Linked DNA regions of Gossypium hirsutum: region 2 is linked to region 1. Evidence: chromatin contacts called from public Hi-C data. All regions are on one chromosome and are shown on one strand. Each heading gives the region's core, a stretch centred on a gene start, on an enhancer-like site or on the middle of the called end of the contact. The rest is flanking DNA. Distances are from core to core; before and after follow the strand shown. Region 1 overlaps LOC107891922 (protein EARLY-RESPONSIVE TO DEHYDRATION 7, chloroplastic). Region 2 has its middle 26 kb from the start of LOC107892656.

Evidence for each region. A called contact is a pair of places that touch in the nucleus more often than the background predicts.
Region 2: a Hi-C map of leaf shows a contact between it and region 1, with 6 times the contacts expected there. The contact joins two enhancer-like sites. A contact is called at or near these places in 14 of 34 Hi-C or Micro-C datasets (anther, callus, hypocotyl and 2 more).

The regions. Positions count from the first base shown.
Region 1 is chrD12:4,661,699-4,666,112 of Gossypium_hirsutum_v2.1, forward strand. LOC107891922 (protein EARLY-RESPONSIVE TO DEHYDRATION 7, chloroplastic) reads left to right here. Exons shown (of 4, transcript XM_016816844.2): 4 at 1-13. Among protein-coding and RNA genes, the nearest start is that of LOC107891922, 4.5 kb to the left of the region's middle. Within about 2 kb of position 2,678, at least 2 of the 9 cell types and tissues checked have an H3K27ac peak or open chromatin away from gene starts, as enhancers often do. A contact at or near this core is called in leaf, where this site is marked.
Region 2 is chrD12:4,751,142-4,755,555 of Gossypium_hirsutum_v2.1, forward strand. No RefSeq gene overlaps it. Among protein-coding and RNA genes, the nearest start is that of LOC107892656, 26 kb to the right of the region's middle. Within about 2 kb of position 2,005, at least 4 of the 9 cell types and tissues checked have an H3K27ac peak or open chromatin away from gene starts, as enhancers often do. A contact at or near this core is called in leaf, where this site is marked.

The DNA of each region.
Region 1 (4,414 bases), core at 1,428-3,927:
TTAATTGTACTTATCTTTCGGGTTAAAAATTCTTATCGGTACTACTTTGGATTGGAATTTCTTTTGTTTTATCGAACTAGATAAAATTCTAGTCCAACAAAGAATAAATTTCTCTTCGAAACAAACCCATTTCCTATGTGTTAAGCTTCGTGCTTGTGTGTCAAAATTTTTCTTTTTATGCAATAATTTAATAAATAAATAAATTTTATTATCATAAATATAACTTTAATTATTATTTAATATAAAATGGTTTTAAACAATTTAATTTTAGTATAACTATAAACTAAAATGATATTAGTCATTAGATCGAAATCTTTTTATTTTTATTTTAGTAACGTAAGATCGTTACAAAATTTATGGCTTAAAATTAATTATGCAACAAAAAACCATAAGCAAATTAATTGAAATTTGCAAACGTTGGAATTAATGATTAAAAATAAATAAAAAAATTATAACTAGAAAATTGGAAACAAAAAAAAATCAACAACTAAAACTTAAGTAAAACTAAAAAAATAGCAAAAAAAATTGCAAATTGAAAACTTCTAACCACTATTGGTGGTGTTATCAAACTATAGTATTTGATTAAAAGTTTAAAAACTTGAAATGAAAAATGAAAAAGAAAAAATGACTGCCTAAAAATTAAAAGAATTTAAAAATTGGTTGCACGCAAATAAAAGAATAAAAATAATTAAAACATTATAAAAGTAGCCATGTTAATGTATTTTATAAAAAAAAACATTTCTAAGTAATTTAATGGGTAAAATTTTTTAGGTTTGAAGGAAAAAGATTACTTTTATTATATATTTATGTACTTTCTATTTAATTGATTATTTTTTATTTTTAATTATAAAATAATGGAACTTCAATTATATGTTAGTGTTATAAAATTAAATTATATTTTTTATAAATTTATTTTTCAATTAAAATTAATATTTAATTAAATTATATATTTAACTCTAAAAAGAATTTATTAAATCATTTTATGTACAATTAACTAGTTATTATTAAATTGGTTCAATGAAAATTTAATTAAAATACAAATGTAAAAAACATTTCAAGATTAATATTATAAATAAATATTTAACATGCATCTACATAAAAATTCTTAAAACAATAAAAAAGTAAAAGAGATGGTAAAAGAAAATATAATTATCATTGCTAGTTGCTAATGAGGCATTGGCTAAGTTCGCAAAAGCGAGGCCTTGAGTTATGAATGCTCAGGTTTGAGACCCATCATGTGCAATTAAAATATGTGGGTCTTCGAGTTTTACCATGAACTATTATTATGGGTGGGTTTTAATTCATTAATTAGTCTCTAGTTTGGATTGATTTAGTTCTTAGTTTGTGTTGTAAAAATTTAATTATTTAATCTCATTCTTAGTTAGTTTGTATTGTAATAGTTTGATTCTACACCAAATGATTATTTGGACATATATTATACTTGTATTTGGATTGTTTTGTACTTGTAAGCTTTCAAATATATATATATTTTTGAAGTGGTAATGTTGAGATTTTCTAGACAAAATTTTGGTGGCTGTTAGTATACCAGATAATCTTAAGATGTGTTCATGCACTTTATAACTTTGATTTTAATGCAAATTTTATGGACGACTGAAAACTTTAAAATGATGCAAAGAATTCGATAAGGAGATCTTTAGTCTCCATACTAATTTGTGTTGTGCAAGAAACAATTAGCTCAATCTATACACATGGAGGTTGAGGGGGGCATTTGGAAACCAATAAAGTTAGTTAGGAATGGGTCGGGAATTTCTCATCTTTTCTTTACTAATGATTTGGTGCTTTGTGCTTGGAATTGAGAGGTGAGAGTTCAACATGTATGCAGAGAAGGAAATAAGGTGGCAGACTGTATGGCAACATTGGCCAGAGGAAAGGGGAGGGGAATGCAACTGCATCGAGTACCACTAGTAAAGGCAATGGGACTGTTGCAAGCTGATGAAAGACAGTGCCGCGTTGAAGCAACTAGCTTGTAAATTGGTTGTTCTTCTCCTTTACAAAAAAGAAGATTATATTTGATAAAAAATTTTGTTAAGGGACTTATAAATATTCTTAAATTTAGTTAAACATAATTATAATCATTAACCTTCATAATTAAATTAACCTCGGCGAAAGGTTATATAGCAATTAGTTGACCTGTACTTAATTTACATATCACATTTTGATAGCTACACGAGCAAGAAGCCAACAAAAAAAAAGTTACAATTTTGAAATGAAAATGTACTTAGGAAGTTAGTCAAATTCAGAAAAAGAACTCTGTATGTTGGTTTGATGGTCAGAGTATTCATCGCCCCAAGTGTGGTTTGGGTTTAAATCGAGCTAATTGCGTTATTATTAAAATTTTGCTCTCCTCTTTTAATTAATCAAAAAGAATTCGGAAAAAAAAAAAGTAGCGGTTGAAGCCAAGGATGTGGGCAGCAGAATGTGTGTGATGTTGTTGTCCAACTTGTTTCACTCAAAAAATTCCTTTCTCTAATTCCAAGCCTTTGTTGCAATATTATTTGTTCAAATCAACTCGCTCGTTAGTTTGTCCAACATGCATCTCTTTTCTCGATGTCCTTGAATATTGTAAATAAATAGGTCCAGTTTCCCACTGCTATATTTTGGGTCCAATCAACGATTTAAAACAGCAGCTACACCCAAGGCCCAACCCTAAGCCCTCATGTTTACCAGACTAACCCAAGATGGCAAGCACTTTTTAGTGTTATTGGTAGCTTTGGCACAATAGTGATGGCAAAGAAAGAATCAAAAGAGGTTCAGTCTTTTATTGCTGTCAAGATTGAAATGAAACTTCATCATTAATTATGACCCCCAAACAAATTAATGTAAGCGGCATCTACTGCTTCAAAGTTCAGAAACAGCACTAGTTCTGGTTTCTACTTATAAGACCGCAACCCAACCATCATTTACCAATATTTTGATATCCTCTTTTTCTTGTCAAATTCAAGACCTTTGTGGATGAAAATCTGGTGACAGATCTTGTCAGGTTCCCCTGTTACATCAAAGTTTCCAACAGCAACCCTGAAATTTAGCAATCATGTTGATGTTATTACTTTATATCCCATTTACCAACATTACCTAATAATTTCGTATGCAAAGTCTATTGCACCATAATGACATGAAAATCCCTCCTGTAAGGAATAGCAAAACTAATGATTTGGGACTTTTTTTCATTTGGCTGGCTTGGAGTTGTTCAAGTAAGATGAGTTGGACTTGTTAATCATAGAAAAATTGAAGAGTATCAGAGTTAAAGCATTTTTCCGATGCATGTTAACCATTTTTTTTACATGAATTTCATAAAATCACTTGATCCACAAATGTAAAACTAGTGTTCTTTCGAGTATTTGTAGAAATACAATCATAATTACAAATTTAATATATATAATTAGGATAACATTATAAATTATAATTGTATTAATAATTGTATTATAACTTGGCTTTTTTAAAAGAGTTAAAATAAATTCATCTTGACTGGAGTGAATAACAACAGTCATGCTTTCTTAGTTTCAGCTGAGCTTAGACAAAGTCTCTCTCTCTCTATATATATATGTTAAAGGAGTGTTTGGAAATTGGGCTTGTAAATCTATGACTAAAGGTTGGTGACAATTCCTTATTCATGAATGGGTTAAAATGAATGTTGATAGCTCGGTATCAAATTCTAGATCAAGAGCGATCATAGGTGGAGTGGTGAGAAAGCCGAATGGAAGTTGGATGGGAGTTTTGAAATGGCGGTAGGATTGTCAGATATTTTTCAGATTCAAGCTCGAGCATTAATTGAAGGTTTAAAGTATGCTTGGGCATAGGGTTACTGTCAAGTGGAGATTGAGAGTGATAATTTTGTGTTGATTGTTGTTATACAAAATGGGTTAGTAGCAAACAACTGTAACAACAAAGTTAGGCTTATTCAAGACTGGTGTTTTGAGGATTGGGAAGAGAAATTTTGACGGATCTTGAGAGAAAGGTATAGGTTGGTAGATTGTATCACCAAAGAGGCTCGAGGTGAAATAGAACAATTGATTATTCATCAGGAACCACCGGGTATTGTGAGAGACTTATTGGATTATGATATTCATCGTGCTATGTGTCCATTTCTTGAGGGAGATTAGTACTGATGTAATTTTAACTCAAGGCTATATCATTTTATTTACCAAAAAAAATATAAAATTGAGATTGAGAAGTTACACATAATTTACAAAGGAAGAGACTCGAATATAGAATTTTAAAGCTTTTAGAGTTGTAACATCGTGGTCAAGACAAAACAAATTGTTTTTACTAAATAAGAATAATTGGCTTTTACACAAGTGGTAAAGGTCTTGGAGATAATTGGGAATCAAATTTGTATTAATTTGAGTGAAGCACTCTGAAATAATTAAAAAGAAAAAAAACCATTTAGTTGGTA
Region 2 (4,414 bases), core at 755-3,254, 89 kb after region 1:
GGTTATACTTGAACCTTTAACCCCATCACGACTACTGACTGGGACCTCCACTTAGACTTCGACCTTTAACTGTATTAAGCACTGTCACCCCGAAACCTAACTTTCATAAGATGAGTTTCTGAGGTACTGATCCTATCCCGACATGACATATGAAACGTATATATTCTGAGACGTGTTATCGCATACTCAAACCCTCAAATCTACCAATAAACTTTCACGATTTCACTTTTAAAACCCTAAACCATATTACTAATAAAAAACTCTAACCCTAACCCTAACCCTAACCTTAAACTTAAACCTAAAAAATTAAAAAAAAAAGTTTAAAGAGAGATAGTGAAAGCGCGTCCAATTGGGCACAATTTCACTCACTCTCTCCAAAATCGACCTATTTCTTTAAATTAAAAAAAACCTATTTAGTAAATTAAAAAAAACAAAATCAGCATATATGCACAATTTAGCATGGATAAACCTGCGTATACCCTACCCTACATGCATTAATTGTTTGGTGCCTCACTTGTTTCAATCAGACGGCTCTTATCATCATCACAATCAGTTAGGTTGTTGGCTCTTTTAGCAAATCTTTTTAAATATAGAGATTAAAGGCCTAAGAACGGATCTACCAAAACCAACAACTGAAGTGAAACACTCTCATCCTTAATTCATTCACGCACTCATCATTAAAAGCTCAAATTTAACAAATGTCAAGTATGAAACTTCAGCATCTATATTTATTCTTATTATCAGATTAAAGTTTCATTTTTATGTTTATAAAGATTGGGATTTTATAATTACATGATCGGTTACTTGTGATCCTAAATGTGGGTTAAGGTTGCAATAATTAGAGTGGGTTGACAAGCAAGCCAGCGCAGCAGCACGTGGATGTCATGTGCTTGGGTGGAGGAACAAAAAGAGAGCTGTCCTAAATAGATAGATGGAGAAGCTGAAGAAGACATTACCTACCTACCAACCTACCTCTTAAATCTTTTGGCTGCATGTGGGACTGCTTTAACCTTAGCGGAAGGTCAGTTTCAGACATCCAAATCCCCATCCTCTCTCCTCGACAAACTCACCTTACCTGACCTCAATTTTTCTTATCATTTATTTCTGGTATGCATTATCCACGGGGCACTTGATTCGGATCCTTGTTTTAAAAGTTTTTGTTCCTACGGGCGTCAAAATAAAGTGTTTGTAACATACATGTCATGGGACTGTAGATCCATGTGCTTATTATTTTCTTCCAACTCTTTAATTTTCATCTTCTACGGATATTACCAATATATTTCGATCTGTAAGAGGGGATATCATGTTAGAGAAAGCTAGCGAGACGATCAGACCAAGCTTGATTATTTGATTAGGGAATAATGCATGTTTTGTTCTAGAGAGACCAAGTAACCTTAGCTTAGGTACCTCATAAAAGTAGCAGCGAATAACTGGATCACCACGGCAGCAGCCCCAGGGACCTGTGACACTATTACAATTAGAATAGGGCCAACAAGTTCAAAACGTTCCTTACGTTATTCTGCATAATCACTGAAGAAACCATTGCATCCTCTTCCTGTCTACCATGCATCAGACAAAAGATTGGCCAAACTCGTAAGAAAAATCACACGAAAAAAGATGAAGTTCAAAGGAAATAGAATGATAATAAATCAATGATAGCTTAATTGAAGATAACATCATGAGAGAACAATAGATGACGCCAACCAACCACTTCAATCAATTTAACCATGTACCAATCTAGGAGTTAGGTATTTACTAGTCTAGGAATCATAGCAGAATAGATTCATTTTGCACAATGTCTCGGTCCAAGATTGACTAAATCACCTAAAGATTGGTTGGCATTAGACAATGTTTTCACCCAAATAGATTATGATCATACATAAGCACCATATAGACTCAACAAATTACTAATTTAGAAGCAGCACAGGCTGGTGTCACGGTCACCCAAAGGTGTGGAGCAAGCCACCCTAAGTACAGGTGAAGGCCCTTAGGTGCGAATGGTGGCCACCAAGGGCCTAGGGAGGCCCCCTTAGCTGCAACAGGCCCGAAAAAGTGCACAAGTGAGAAGAATGGGTCTAGGGGTACCAAAAATCCGGAAGCTCAAGGTAGAGATCCAAACCTTGTGGAATAAAGTAGAACCTTTTGAAAGAGTTGTATAAAATATTCTAAACTTAAGTTCTTGATTATCTATTGTATTTGACCGTGACCGTTGGATCAAAGCGGTTTGGCCTATATAAAGGAAGGCACATAAGTTAACTTATTGAGTAATAGCAATTCCAGATTATCCCAACTTCCTTTTGTTCTCATTTGGTGTCGTTGTGCTGCTCTAGGCCTAGAGCTTTGTTAAGGGACTCTCCGAAGCAAGGATCGAAGGTTGACTTTGGCATTGTTGGTGTAAGACTAGTGCCTAAGGTTGGCTTTTTTATTTAAATAACTCAAATAATTTAATTAAGTATTAAAATGACCCATCTTTTTAATTAAACACCAAAATGACCTGAAATCTACAGTAAAAGTTGGTGAAGTCAAATTATATGGCGCCACCAACTTGCCACGTCAGCAGGGAGCATTAAAATTTTAATTTTTTGGTAGAGCCATGTAAAATGGCGCCACCTGTATAAATACCATGAAAATACTGCAAGTTCTGAAAAAATGGGGGACTTCAAAACAATTTTTTATTTTTTGGTGGAGCCAACTTAAACGGCGCCACCAGACCAGACTAAACCTAACACTCTTCTTTTACTTTTTTTATTACTTTTTTATTAACTTTTATCTTTTTCTTTAATTTTTTTTTGTTTTTTTAAGTTTTATATTTTTCTTATTTGATTTTGTTTATTTATTTTATTTATTTTTATTAATTTTAAAAATTTTGAAATGCATATTTGAAATGTTTTATAATATATATTTTTAAAATTTTAATTATTATTTTAAAATTATTTTTAAAATTTTAAATATTATTTTTTTAAATTATGTCTTATAAATTTTAAAAATATATTTTTGAAATTAATTTTTCTAAATTTTAAATTTTAAATATATTTTTAAAAATATATTTTTAAACAAAATAAAATAATTTCAAAAATATATTTTTAAAATTTATAAGACATAATTTTAAAAAATAATATTTAAAATTTTAAAAGTATATTTTTGAAATTATTTTTAATTTTAAATATTAATTTTAAATATTAAATATATTTTTAATTTAAACATTTAAAATTTTTAAATAAAGTTTTTATAAAAATTATTTTAAAAAGGTTTAAATATATTTAAAATAATTTAAAAATCATAATTTAAAAAATTCTGAAAAAATCATAATTTAAAATTATATTAAATATATTAAAATTTTAAAATTGGCTATACATAACATTTTTTAATATATTTAATTTCTTTAAGTTTTTAAACATTTAAATCTATTAAGAAAATCTTTTTTGTCTTTATCTATTAAAAATATATATTAAGTACATAAATTTATGAATGTGTACTAAAATTAAAAAAATAATATATAAATTTATAAATATGTACTAAAATAAAAAAATTATAACCAACACAGATTAATTTCATGCAAGAAAATAGTTAAAAAGAAATAATAATAACTAAATAGAGATCACATTCATAAATCAAAACACATTGAGCAAAGTAGTGCTTAGAAAGAAAAAAAGAGAAACTAAAATGATTTTTTTATTTAATTCATAATTAATTTTACTGTTTCATCGATCCTCGATGAAATGTGATATGTATCTCCAGAAGACATTTTGATATCTACATAATATAAAAAAACACATAAATACAATATATATAATTATTATATTACAATAACTATAAAATATAAAAAATTTTAACTAACTTAACTTTTTTTTTCTCTCTTTTCTTTCTTCTGAAGGGGGGACCAAACCCCCAGATTGGTTTTTTTTATTTAATATTTAATTTTATGTCTAGTCATAGTATTGATATGATGTGATCTTATAATATATATTTTTAATTTTTAATTTAAATTTTTACTTTTTAATATATATATTTTTAAATAAATTTATTTTTTAACAAATAAATCTTTTTTAACAGATATTTTTTATTTTTTAATTAATTCAAATTTCACTTTTTTAAATAAAATATTATTTTTAAACTTTTAAATAGAATTTAAAAAATGGTTTGAATATCTTGGCTTTTTTTTTATAAAAATAACACAAAAAATTTAATTCATTATCAAAATAACTCATTTTTTAATTAAACACGAAAGTGAGCTGAAATCTACAGTAAAAATTGGTGGAGCCAAATTAAAAAAATGGGTCATTTTGATAATTAATTAAAATTATTTTTATTAAAAAGCCGAATATCTTTAAAAATAATTTAAAAATCATAATTTAAAATATTATAAAAAATTAAATAATATTTAAAATATTAAAATAATAATAATAAATTTGAA